Linked DNA regions of Mus musculus: regions 1, 3 and 4 are each linked to region 2. A link is a contact called in public Hi-C, Micro-C and promoter capture Hi-C data. All regions are on one chromosome and are shown on one strand. The core of a region is the stretch at or near the end of the contact, and the rest is flanking DNA. Distances in the headings are between cores, read along the strand shown.

Region 1 (3,276 bases), core at 270-2,769, 140 kb before region 2:
CACACACAGAGAGAGAGAGAGAGAGAGAGAGAGAGAGAGAGAGAGAGAGAGAGAGAGAGAGAGAGAGAGAGACATACCAGGATGCTAAGATGCTCCTGGGCCACTTGTTTTCAGGGACTTTCTCAGCTCAGGACCCCATCCATCTCCACATCGGCTCTCTGGCGCCATCTTCTGTCAGTTTCCGAAACCCCAAAGATAGGGCTGTTTCTGTCTAATCACATTGTTTTTAAATAACAACCAAAAAAAGTTACATTGTTGAACATATTTCACCCTCTAAACTGAGTGTGTAATCTGGGCACTTGGAAGACTAAGCCAGGATGCTGAGGAGGCTAAACACCTCCTAATCCGATCTCAAAAAAGAGTGTGAACCTAAACAGAAAGAGAACTCTTAAAAGGTGTGATAGGATGCTCAAGTGTAGCTCCCCACAAGCGACGTCTTCTGCGGAAACAGGAAGACTCGGTTCTATTTAAGTGGCAGGCCGTGGAGAGTTTGACCATGCTCCAGTGGTCAAATGACTCAAATTGGACATGGGTCCAATTTTTATCTTATTTTGGGGGTTGGGGGAGGCCACAATGGTGCAGGGAAGGACATGGAAATTCTGAGGAATGAATTTGATCAGGGTGCATAATGTAAAATTCCCAAAGAAGCCATAGAAATTGGAAAAAAAAATAAGGCTAGAGGCAGATGGATTTCTCCAGCCCCGATGTATCTGGATTTGAATAAAAACACCCAAAAGTTGAAACTTTTCTGATTCTTGTGGGATTGCAAACAAAATCTTCCTCTGCTCCACAAAGAAATAAAGAAATGGAAGGTGCTTCTGGAACACTCCACGGGAAAAAGGGAAAAGGCCACTTTCAGAGTTATAATCCCACCACAGTTTGTACTGTCTTTGAAATGGTAAGAGCTTTAAAGTGTCCCTGTGGCCTCAAGAGACCCAGTGCTGAGGGGAGCTGGGAAAGACTGGGACATGGGCTGGGTTCCCAAACCAATTTCCCTCTGCACAGCTTCACACAGAGCCCACAGGATTCAAACAAAACACACACATGGGACCCTGGAACAGAGAAAGAAGGAAGACCGTCCTTCCACATCTGGAGCCAAGCATAAGCCGAAAGATTAATTTATGCAGGCAGATCCTTCTGTCGTGGAGAGAAAGCTGAAGAGGAAAAGCAACGCTTCCCCAGAGAGAAAGAAAGTAGATGGACGTTGTAGAGAGACATAATTTTTTTCTCTGTCACTTTTTCCAAAAACTCATGGAGCTTGTCTTGAGGCTGAAGCACTGGGAGTCTATAGTCTGCCCTTTGCTGTGTCTGTAACTCGTCATGGCCTCAGCTGCTACGATCCTCACTGGGACTAACACTGCACTCATCACTGGTCTCAAGAGTGGTCTCATCACTGGTCTTGATACGCCACATCAAGTATCCTTAGGACAGAGGCTGGCCCAATCAGGTGGTCGGCACGCTGGCACCTTCTGGTGATGCTGTGAGAATGTGAGTCCTGACATTGCTGGCAAAAATCTGCATCCTCTCCGGAGCTCACAGACAGCAGCTGGCATCCCTGGACCGCACACCAGCACTATACACCAAGTTAATCCGTTTAACTGACCAAGCAGCCAAAAATAGCCACGATTCAGAGGGGTTGGATATCAAGTTTGTCAGAATAGAGAATTGCTACTAAAAGGAAAAAAAAAATCTCACAGTTTAACAAGTGACAACAGGGTTGCCTTTCCGCAGCCTTGTCCAGTAAGTGGGGAGGACTCCCTCTAGTGGTCAGTTATATAGAGAGCCAAGTTCTCTCCACACTGCAACTCTGTTACCTTCTCCAACTGTGTCAGCCCCATCACCCTCCCCTTCCAGGGACAGGTTTAGATAAAGTGAGAAAGCCCACAGCTCATTCTCGCCTCAGCCTTAAGGGACCAGTCGAATTTCTGCTCAGAGCCCAACAATTAACATCCACACGCAAGGAATTGGGACATAACCCCTTGGTGTTCCCAAGAAAAAGAGAGGAGCAGGAACAAATGGCAGTGAGAAACACCAGTTCCTACCGCATGGAACTTGACTCAGGTTGTACAGCATTCAAGAAGACAAGTGAAAAGCCAGGCTGTTGGGAGATGGTGGAACAAGATGGGGACATGTAAAGAAGACAGGTCAGGAGCACATGTCATTAAAGGAGATATGGGGACCCAAGCCATCCTGTGTCTTTGCTTCCTGACTGTCATGAGGTGAGCACACACCTCCATTGTATGCTCTTACCATGATATACTCCGCTGCCCAGGGCCCAAAGCAACTGGGTCAAGCAACTGTCGACTGAAACCAGAAACCAAACCAAAACTGACCTTTTATCCTCTGAAGTTATTTACCTAGAGGATTTTTGTCACAGCAACAGAAAGCTGACTAACACACTGGGCCTAGCTTAGCTAGATCCTGCCTCAGGCTCTCTCAGAAGGCTAGAATTAAGGTGTCAGCCAGGGTCAGGACCTGAACTGAAAAACCAGCGGCTTCCGAGCTCACCCTCGGGGTGTTCACTAGAGCCCACCCTCAGCCTCTTGCCATGGTGTTACGAAGAAAATCCCAAGTTTGGTTGTTTAACTATGATGAAGAACATGGGCATAGGACCATCGGGTTTTGTTGCCTTTGTTTGTAGTACTGGGAATCAAACTCAGGACCTTAAATTCGTCAGGAAGGTGCTTTACTGCCGAGCTGCAGCCTTCCTACACATAGGCCAAGCTATTCTCCCAGCCGTGCCTTAGCCTCCTGCATGCTGGGATTGCAAGCAGGCATTACCACTCCCAGCTTCCTCTGCCGCTTACTAATTTGACTAGTACGGGTTTATTTTGGCTTATAGTTTAAAAGGATATAACCATCACTAAAGGAAAGGGATGGTGGCTGGTGGCCCCATAGTGGTGAGAGCACATGGCAGGACTTGATCACATCCCAGCGGACCAGGAAGCAGAAATGGGACAGGAAGTAGAACAGCCATGAACGTAAAGACCTACTCTCCATCAAAGCATTTCCTCCAGCGAGGCTCCACCTCCTAGAGATTCCTTGCAAAACAGCGTCCCCATACTTCCAACACTGTTTCAGAGCCCAGTGTTCCTTCTGAGACTCTCTTAACTATGGGGAAGAGAGAGGGAAGCTAAACAATTGGCTCAGTGGTTAAGAGCATTGACTGCTTTTGCAGAAGACCTAGGGTTCAATTCCCAGCCCTGACATGATTGATGGCTCACAACTGAACTGTAACTCCAGTTCAGGGAACCTGATGCCTGCTGACTTCCTTAA
Region 2 (3,205 bases), core at 613-3,112:
TCTCGAGCTGGATATTGCAAATTTGCTACTATCTAGGACCCGCTAGCAGAGTATTTCCATAGAAGGTTGAATACTATGCCCTTTTGTCTGTTTCTGCAGATAGGTACTCATAGACCTTGGGCTAGCCTGGAACTTGCTTGCAGTACAGCCAAGGCTGGCTTTCCACCCTTGACCCTCCTGCACCAGTCCTTGACGTGCTGAGAGTGTAGGCGTGCACTATCATGAGCTGGCCAGTTCTTCCCTCCCTACCTTGTCCTTTGTTTCCAGACAGGGCCTTACTGTGGAGTCTAGTGTGGCCTGGAACTCCTCCGTCCTTGCGCTGGGATTATAGGCCTGGGCTATAATCACTGCTGTAGCATTTTCCTTGTTTGAGTAATAGAAAACAAACCATGCAACAGCCTGAACAAAGGCAATTGTAGTTATCTTTTTGCTTATTAAAAAAGTATCTTGACGCAAAGAATTCAAAAGACAAAAATTAAGGTGCATAACATTTTCACATTGATTCCAAACCTTGGAATACATTTCTTTTTTTGGTGAAAAAGAATTATGTGATTGTGTGACTTCATCAGAAGGTGTCTGAACTTTTCTGGGGGTGGGAGGGAGGTGGACATAGGATATCATGTAGTCTACGTGGTCAGGATGACTCTGAACCACTCCTTCCCGTGCCTGCTGTTGGGATAAGAGGCTTGTGTTAGCCGGGCGTGGTGACACATGCCTTTTATCCCAGCACTTGGGAGGCAGGTGGATTTCTGAGTTCGAGGCCAGCCTGGTCCACAAAGTGAGTTTCAGGACAGCCAGGGCTATACAGAGAAAGTCTGACTCAAAAAAAAAAAAAAAAAAAAAAAAAAAGGCATGTGTTATCTTTTTTTGTGGTGTTGGGTTTGAGCATTGCTGATAAATAAGTACGTCATCAGCTTAGGTACTTCCCAGCCCACCACATAGGAACTTGTAAGATTTTATTTGAGGGCTGGTGAGATGGCTCAGTGGGTAAGAGCACCTGACTGCTCTTCCAAAGGTCCAGAGTTCAAATCCCAGCAACCACATGGTGGCTCACAACCATCTGTAATGAGATCTGACTCCCTCTTCTGGAGTGTCAGAAGACAACTGCAGTATTCTTACATGTAATAAATAAATCTTTAATAAATAAATAAATATAAAGATTTTATTTGAGAGATGTGTGTGAACAAAATACTTTGCTTTCACTTTAAAAAAAATAACATCTGAATAAAGTTTTGTTGTCTTTTAAATTTAAGCTACAGTCTAAAATGCAATTTTGTATTCATATTACTTTTCATATTATAGATGATATTAAATTGTAGGCAGTAGTGAAAAATTTCAGAGTATATGAAGTTAAAAGTCAGCCACTTGGAGCTCTTAAGGCAGAGGAGTTGTTTTAGTGTTCAGCAGAGTTGCTGCACAATGGTATTTGGCATTTATGTGGCATCAGATGGCTGATGGCTAGGAGTAGGGAAATTTACATTAGAGTTTGTTTGTTTACTTACTTATTGATGTGAGACAGGATCTCTCTATAAATCCATGACTGGCCTGCAACACTGTGTAGCCCAGGCACCTCAAACTCACAGCTGCCTCTGTCTTTATAGTATTGTGATTAAACACATGTGCCAAGATACCTGGCTTTGTGTGTGTGTATGTCTTACTTTGTAGCCCTGGCTGTCCTGGAACTATGTAGATCAGGCTGCCCTAAACTCATAGAGATCCCCATGCCTCAGCTGCCCAGGTACTGGGACTAAATGGCATATGCCACTACACCCTTGGCTTGTTTTTATTTACTGCCTACAGGCAGTTGTATGGAACTATGAGTAGCTTGGAGTCCTCACAGTCAGTAAAGGCGTCACAAGTTTTCTGCTGAGTCATACACAGAGTTTCTCCTCTGTAGCTGGGTGTGGGCAGAAAGGCTGGAGCACAAGCCTCCTTCTCTCCTTTCCCAGGTTGGCCCCCTGTGTGGTGAGCAGCTAGTTATCTGCCTCTTTCACTGTACTCCTAACTCCTGCCTGGGTATTTGGGATAATTCTAAAGTCATTATTTTGGGAATACATTGAATTACAGAATTACATTGGGTTCTAGTTCTGAAATGCCTATTCTTGGGCCACTTGTAACTTTTAAAAGTTGTTTTCTGTATCTGATTTTTGTTTGTTTGTTTGTTTGTTTGGTAGGTTGTTTTTTATTGTTTAATATTCTCTCCTTTGCTTAGTAATACTGTGGGGGTCTTGTTTGTTTTTTGGTTGATCTTTTATGAATTTTTGCTTTTTTACCCCATTTTCTACTTGTTTTTTCCCTAGTTAGGATTTCAGTCTTTAGCTCTGGCTGTCTTGGAATTCACTGTGTAGACTAGGCTGTCTGACTTTGAAAGCACACTGATGTGCCTGTCGATGCCTCCTAAGCACTGGGATTAAAGGCATGCTGCACCGTGCGTGCCTGGCGAGGCATGGGCAATGTAGTCATTATATTCAGACTTTGAAGAGAAACAGCGGGACCTGTTTCCAGTGCTGTCCTAGACTTGGAAATGCCTCCTGTTGTGGGAGTCATGCTCTCTCCCTGCCCTGCCCATTATACCTGGATGCTTTGTGATTGATTTCCTATTACAGTTTCAGAGAGAAATAGCCACATGGCTTAGAATGTTTACTGGCTGGCTCCCTAGAGAAAACACCCTTCCTTCCCTGTAAACATTCACTGGCTGTGCTGGCTTCTTGTCCTCTGCATATACATTGCTCTGAATTTCTGAATGTTTTCATGACATTTACTTCAGTTTCTGTTGTGTTGTGTTGTTTTGTTTTGTTTTGTTTTTCGAGACAGGGTTTCTCTGTATAGCCCTGGCTGTCCTGGAACTCACTTTGTAGACCAGGCTGGCCTTGAACTCAGAAATTTACCTGCCTCTGCCTCTTGAGTGCTGGGACTAAAGGCGTGCGCCACCATGCCGGGCTAGTGTCTGTTTTTAATAAGAGCCATAATCCTGCTTTTGCTTTTCTAACATCTCTTCCACATGTTTAAACATGATTAAACATCTTCACACCAGTGTGCCACAGTCCATTCAGATTCCTTTTGCTCTTCTGTGATTTTTATCTAAAAAGCACAGAGCATTTGTAAGCATAATAATCTCTGGGGAAGAGAGTAGAAAAACTAAACTCCTCAGCTGGACCCTCCTGTAGAGTTACATTTTCAAATCCTTGGTGAGAGGCAGAGTGCT
Region 3 (3,097 bases), core at 535-3,034, 220 kb before region 2:
GACTCGGAGCCTACAAGCTAAGATGGAAAGCAAGCAGGTACAAAGGACCCCTGGCCAGCAGCCCAGACATGCTGGGGCTAGTTAATCAAGTCCACGGGGGGAGCATGACCAGGGACAACAGCCACAGAACAGACCACCAGGCAGCAGAGTCGAGGTGCACCACCCCACCTTTAGCCACACAGAATCCAACAATACTTACTTGTTCAACATGGACAAAGGAACACTAGGGGAATAGTCCCTGCTGTAAAGTGCTCCACATCCTATCTAAATCAGAATCTAGATTGGCAGCTGTCTACCTAAGAAACTCAACTAACAAGCTTGTCTTCCAGGAAGAGGGTACAGATCATGCCCAGAAGCAGTTTATCTCATTAAGTGGTCTCCTTCCTTCCTTCCACACCCAAGCCAAGGACTCTCCCTTCCGGGCCTGAGTGCCACATCTCCTACTTTGTCCCCTCACATCTGGCCACATGTGCTTTGTCTTCTCCCCCACTCTTGGGTAATAAGGAGCAGACTGGCAAAATACTTCAAATGCCTTCTTTTAAAAGTACACAGCTGTGTGGGCTGGGACTATTTTGAGCTAAATGCTGCAAACCTCCAAGCTCAGAGCCGTTCTGGGCGTTCGCTGACTCCAAGTGAACAATGAGGGCCGTCACCAAAGCTATCATGGGTCACCAAACCTCCTGAAACCTGTAACCAACATCAGGTGTGTGAAGCAAGTGTCCCCAGGTTCCTCTGGCATCCCTCGCTCCCTGCTTCTGCTTTCTGTAGGTGAAAGAGGGCGAAGAGCTGGTAAAACAGAGGAGAGCTGCCAAAGGGGGAAAGGGGCAAAGTTCTTGATAGGAGAACCCTAGTCCAAATTGTCCCTCAAGCGCTGAGTACCTGTGTAAGCCAACTCTCTTTGAATGTTTCCTTGTCTGTGAGGTGGGCATAAAAATACATTCCACGGAAGGTGGTCGGAACTCAAAGTTGGTGTTAAACGTGAACAGAGGAAAGCAATAGAATCTAGGACTTGGAACACACCAAACAGCCTTAAAGGGGGAAACGGTTCCTGAGATGTGCCCTGGAAGAACCAAATGCACGCGCCCGCCCTCCGGATCCCACCCAGGCAGAGAGCAGAAAAGTGCGCGCCTGGCGAGAGCGCGCCGAGAGCGAGCACCTGTGCGCGCAGGTGGGGAGGACGCGCGGTGGCATCAGCGGCAGCAGCAGCATGGTGACGCCGCCCATGGAGCCAGCAGGGCAAGGAGTTGGGCGACGCGACCCACCTGAAGACGCGCAGCAGCAGACAGGCGATGAGCAGCGCGCTGAAGGCACATGCCACGATCACCGTCGCCTTCAGGGTAGGCAGGTCACGAAGCAGACTGGAGATGCGGGTCACCACCGCGTCGACGCTGCTGTTGGAGCTTCCCCCGCCCGCCATGCCGGATCCCAGCTGGGTAGCATTCCCGGGACCGGGCGGAGGCTGGTGTTCTGCTTCGGGCTGGGAGGCCGAAGCGGACTCGGCTCTGCGAGCGAGGGCGGCGGGCGCGGCCAGGAGCGCGAGCAGCAGCAGCAGCAGCGGTGGCGGCGGTTGGGGTGGCAGGGCGCTCATGGTGCACTATGCGCACGCACGGTGCGGAGGTCTGCGTCCCGGAGGCTTGCACCCCGGAGGCCTGAGCCCCAGAGGCTGGCACCCGGGAGGCCTGCGCCGGGGTCTCCGGCTGCCGAGGCGGCTGCGCGATGCTCGGCAGGAAGCTGCAGAGCCCGGAAGAACCCGCGCCGCCGCTGCAGCCACCAACACGTTGCACAGAGTCATTCGACGGGCTTCGGCCCCGCGTGGGCGGGGCAGACCTCGGCTGGGTCCCCGCTGCGCTCCGCCCCTGGGTAGCCCAACCCGATCAGGACCTAAGACCCCATGGAGGAATCCTAACTGCTTGGCTCACTCTGCTCCGGGCAGGCAGAATGATGAACTGTTCACGCGATTTATTTCTTTCAGTATGGCAGCCCTCTCTGGAAACAGGTATTCTTTTGCCCTGGTTTGTTGATTTAGCACGCAGGGAGTCAGCTCACAGCAACCCAGATTTCCCACCTAGAGTTTGCAAGCCCTTTGCACTTCAGCTGGTGAACCTTTGGAAGTAATCTCTCCTTCTCCAGACCAGACTTAAATTTCAAACTCCAAGGAGTAATTTATTGTGGTTCTGTCTCTGGTATATAAACTAAGTAATGTTGGGGTGGGGAAAGACTATTCTCTTGGGAGTCCAGGAATTGATACAGTGCTGAGTGGGTTCCTGGAGCAACCGTTACAGAACCTTGGATGATCTGGAAGGTGCTCCCCAATGATCAGTAAATATCTAAACATACAGAACAAGGACCAAGAGACTTTGATCAGCTCATTTCTGGTCCTGCTAGAGAAACAGACAAATATAACGATGCATTCATTGTCTATAGTTACATAACCAAGCTTCCATAACAAATTATCCCAAAACCTAGTAGGTCACCACAATCCCCATTATCTGGGTTGTCCTGTTTTAAGGTATCTTGTTAAGTTTAAGATCAAACTAATACCCCCTCCCCCAGATCTCCTCAAAAGGTTCACATGGGAGCTGATCTGTCCCCGAGCTCAACTGGCTTTCCCTGACTGATTCAGCGCTTCACAAACTGCTAGCCCCGAACCTCCATTCCCCATCTCTGTCTGTCAGAAGCTGCCCTAAGTTCTAACGGTGAGAATTTCCAACAGAGCGTTTTGCATCTTCAACGTGTTCAAGCCCAGTTAGCAATAAATTCAGGGAGCCGGACAGAAGACAGTTCTGTAAAACTTAATTACAGATGTGACACCCCCACACTTTCTCCTGAATCGGTTCATTAGATGCATACCACCACTCTTTGTTCACAATTCAGGAAAGAAGGCGTCACAATGACGTAAATAACAGGAAGCGGGAGCATCAGGGCCACCTAACAGCTGTCTGCCATATACACTGGGGGTGGGGGTGGGGTGAGCAATATTGAGATTCCCAGAAGTCATTGCCCACCAAGCACTTTGTGTATCAAGTGTTTTCAAGCATGCTACAGGGATGAGAGAGAAAGATCATCTGCTAGACAGAGCACATCGTTAATCCCAGCA
Region 4 (3,330 bases), core at 640-3,139, 250 kb before region 2:
TTTAAGTGCAGTTGCCCAGGTGGCCCCTCATCTTACAAGTGTCACAGAAGCACAGGAAACCTCTGGAAGGCCTATACCTACACCCCATGATTACGCCCAACCCCCATAGCTATAGGAATAGACAGCCACAGGTATACACAGGCGTGATGCTGAGCAGGGGGAAACCCGAGCCCCCCATCTGCTTTAACAGCAAAGCTAAACCCTGGGGAACATGAGGCCGGCAGAGGAGCCCCCTGAACCTACCCATCCCAAGCTCCTTAGCAAGGAAAAGCAGCCATAAGCTATTGCCACCGGAAAGCTATGTAACCTTCAATTGAGGAGCACTCAGAGTCCAGACCTCAACCTCAGATGAGGGGGTCAGCTCTGCTTCCACTTCAAACCGACTCTACATCGGCCTGACTGTTCAAGAGATTAAAGTAGGCACAGTCTCCTATGCCATGTTGATGCCATTGGTGTCTAATATTCCTACAGGAAGCTCTAGCCACAAAAGAGGGGCAAACAAGCCTGCTGAGAAAGCCAGTCCACACCCTGGAAGGGCCACACTGTTTGCACACACATCTCAGCAGGATGTGGGGCTGGCAGGGGCAGCAGCAGCTGGGTGTCTTGGTTGCTTTTTCCAGCAGCTGGGTACCTTGGGCTGCACTCAACACAGCTGCCAGGCTGCCTGCCATACAAGCAGGAAAGCTCATGTGTGCTTGTCCTCCAGAGATGCCTCGAGGGAACAAAAGTCTCCCGTGATAAACTAGGGGTTTGCATAGACCCAAAACGCTGACTGCAACTGTGCGCTGAGCCAACCAAGCTCAAAACACACATGAAATCCAAACGCCTCCCAAAATCTGGAACCATTCCAAAACTCCAGGGCTCTCTGCGCTCCGTGCAGTCGTTTTTTCCCAAACCAAAGCATCCCAGCAGTAAGAAATAGAAAAGGTGAAGGCTGTTGAGCTGGGGGCGGAGCTCAGCAGCAGAGGGCGTGGCCAGAATGCTTGAGGTCCTAGGTTTGATACAGTATTGTGGTCGGGGTGCTGTACACAGAAGCCTTTCTGGCCTGTGATGTCTCCTCTACCTGACTGGAAACAAGCCTGGCCAACCCGCACGGGTTCCAGTTCACGAATTGTGATCAGAAAGTTACACGTCCAATAAGAGACCAATATCGGGACCCACCTCACCACCCTGGGGCCAAGCTCGATGTTCCTCTTTCCACTCCGTCATAAAATAACCCAAAGGCAGGAATCATTCACATCCGAGTTCAATTTGTGTGCTTCCTGGGGGAAGCCAGAAACATTTGGTGGACAGGAAAACCTAGACTCTGTGAATAAGTTATCAGTGTGCAGACGGGTCCGCAAAAAAAAAAAAAAAAAAAAAAAAAAAAAAAAAAAAAAAAAAAAAAACTTATGTAGAAATAAAAGGTGACCTTAAAACCTTCATTCTTTCATACTTATTGACATTTAAAAAAAAAAAAAAGCTGTTCACAATATGACATTCAGGGGAGAAAGTGCCATAAATCGGCCTTTGTAACTTGGGCCTTTTTCAACAGAGAAAGCAACGCCCACAGATGTGTACTCGCACTCTCTCTAGTGGCTACTGCTAAGTAGTGAGATGACAGCCATCTCATCCCCCACCCCCGCGCTTACCCCTGCTTTCTCATCTCTAGTTTCTATACACCTGTACATTAGGGAACACTTCTGAGCCTCGCAGCAGTCAGTCTTCTCTGGACTGGACTGGCCTTGTGCCTGACTGACTCGCTCCAAGTTCATTCACATCCTCATTTCAACCACAAACAGCAGGAGCTTCCCGTGGGGAGCCCCCGAAGTTCAGTCCTTCCTGGACACCAAGGGGAGGCAGGGCAAGCAGGGTCTGGCAGTCGTCCTGAATGTCTGCGGGAGGCTCTGACACAGGCTACCACAGAACAAATGCTGATTCCAGCTGGGGAGGCTGACAACGACAGAAGGGGCTATGCACTCAGAGGAAGAAGTGGAGGAATGGAATGTGCTCAAAGAAAGCTGGGGGACCAGATACAGACACCAACTCAAAACCGACCATCACCGAGGCTATCGGAGAGGCTCGAAGATGAATCCCGTGCACCGGTGACGAAGTGAAACTTCCTGCAAGACTGAGCAAGGGGGAAAGGGGGGAAAATAGTATTAAAAATACAAGAGAGGGGGGCTGGAGAGATGGCTCAGTGGTTAAGAGCACTGACTGCTCTTCCAGAGGTCCTGAGTTCAATTCCCAGCAACCACATGGTGGCTCACAACCATCTGTAATAGGAACTGATGCCCTCTTCTGGTGTGTCTGAAGACAGCTATGGTATACTCATATACATAAAATAAATATTTTTTAAAAATACGAGAGAGGGAGACATAGTGGCACACACCAAGGGATTAAGTCATCCCAGCATTTGGGAGGAAGAGACAAGTGGATCTCTGCAAGTTCCGGGCCAGCCAGGGCTACACAAAGACCCTCTCTTTCAAAGAGGAAAAGAAAGACCATAGCTGCTCACATTACAAATGTTTACAAGATTAAAGAATGATGTTGGGAACAACTACACAACAACAACAGGTTTGTAAACTTTAAAGGGAATAGACAAAATGCCCTAAAACTGCTTCTGATCAAAACTGACCCAGGAAGAAGTAAAGACTGAATATTCTAAAAACTATTCAAGGAAATGAATGTCACTGACCCTAAAAACTCCACACAGGCTGCTCAGGTCCAGCCAGTTTTTTGATATGCTCTACTAAACACTTAGAAAACAAGTGATTCCGATCTGATCCAAACTAGTCCAGAAAAGGAAAATAAGGAAGCCTGCCCTACTCGTTTTATGAGGCCACCATAACTTTTAACAAAGCCTGACAAACTAATAACGAGACAGAAAAAAAACAAACAGCCAGTTACCACTCCCTAGAGAGAAGGAAAGCCTTGTATAAGACAGTTCACGCAGAAAGATAACACATGACCAAGCTGTCTCCCTCTCCAGAATCCTGAACTGGAGAAATATTAGAAATTTAATAAATACAGATTTACCACTTTAATCGGTTAAAGGAGAAGGCATGTCCTGCCTAACAGAGCAAGGGAAAGAAAGAAAATTCAAAGGTAACGAACACTCAGAGACCGAGGGGAAACTCCATACAGCAAAACCCACCAGCCAACTCCACTCAGTAGTCAGCTATTGACCAGAAGTTAAGGCTGCTACCATCCCTTCTGATCCATAAACAGAGGCAGGAAGAAAGCTGACTGGGCCTGGTGATCTCAAAGTTGACCCCCAGTGACACACCTCCTCCAGCAAGGCCACACCTCCTCAATCTTCCCAAACAGTTCCACCAATTAGGGATCAAG

The links. Promoter capture Hi-C pulls out the DNA fragments that hold promoters and counts their contacts. Hi-C and Micro-C count contacts between places; a contact is called where the count stands out from the background.
Region 1: a Hi-C map of rod photoreceptor shows a contact between it and region 2, with 6 times the contacts expected there. The contact joins two enhancer-like sites. A contact is called at or near these places in 8 of 39 promoter capture datasets (3T3-L1-derived adipocytes, embryonic stem cells, frontonasal cranial neural crest and 4 more), 2 of 15 datasets of contacts at CTCF or cohesin (embryonic stem cells and pro-B cells), 6 of 484 Hi-C or Micro-C datasets (Sertoli cells, embryonic stem cells, palatal mesenchyme and 2 more), 6 of 115 datasets of contacts at active chromatin or transcription factors (CD8 T cells, the HPC-7 cell line, embryonic basal ganglia and 3 more) and 3 of 9 other capture datasets (adipose tissue, liver and pancreatic islet).
Region 3: a promoter capture Hi-C map of stem cell-derived epiblast-like cells shows a contact between it and region 2, with 5 times the contacts expected there. The contact joins the promoter of Fam174b here to the enhancer-like site in region 2. A contact is called at or near these places in 4 of 39 promoter capture datasets (embryonic stem cells, liver and stem cell-derived epiblast-like cells), 5 of 484 Hi-C or Micro-C datasets (cardiomyocytes, cerebral cortex, embryonic stem cells and 2 more), 1 of 115 datasets of contacts at active chromatin or transcription factors (astrocytes) and 1 of 9 other capture datasets (pancreatic islet).
Region 4: a Micro-C map of the G1E-ER4 cell line shows a contact between it and region 2. The contact joins two enhancer-like sites. A contact is called at or near these places in 2 of 484 Hi-C or Micro-C datasets (both in the G1E-ER4 cell line) and 1 of 9 other capture datasets (adipose tissue).

Annotation. Positions count from the first base shown.
Region 1 is chr7:73,652,869-73,656,144 of GRCm38.p6, reverse strand. No RefSeq gene overlaps it. Among named protein-coding and RNA genes, the nearest start is that of Gm26176, 8.4 kb to the right of the region's middle. Within about 2 kb of position 1,519, at least 7 of the 459 cell types and tissues checked have an H3K27ac peak or open chromatin away from gene starts, as enhancers often do. A contact at or near this core is called in rod photoreceptor, where this site is marked.
Region 2 is chr7:73,516,263-73,519,467 of GRCm38.p6, reverse strand. All of the region lies in intron 3 of Chd2 (chromodomain helicase DNA binding protein 2), which reads left to right. Among named protein-coding and RNA genes, the nearest start is that of Chd2, 24 kb to the left of the region's middle. Within about 2 kb of position 1,862, at least 150 of the 459 cell types and tissues checked have an H3K27ac peak or open chromatin away from gene starts, as enhancers often do. A contact at or near this core is called in the G1E-ER4 cell line, astrocytes, cardiomyocytes and 5 more, where this site is marked.
Region 3 is chr7:73,738,994-73,742,090 of GRCm38.p6, reverse strand. Fam174b (family with sequence similarity 174, member B) reads right to left here and starts at 1,784. Exons shown (of 3, transcript NM_001162532.1): 1 at 1,263-1,784. The coding sequence starts at 1,588.
Region 4 is chr7:73,770,055-73,773,384 of GRCm38.p6, reverse strand. The region is part of intron 2 of Fam174b (family with sequence similarity 174, member B); the gene reads right to left. Among named protein-coding and RNA genes, the nearest start is that of Gm30236, 8.8 kb to the left of the region's middle. Within about 2 kb of position 1,889, at least 27 of the 459 cell types and tissues checked have an H3K27ac peak or open chromatin away from gene starts, as enhancers often do. A contact at or near this core is called in the G1E-ER4 cell line, where this site is marked.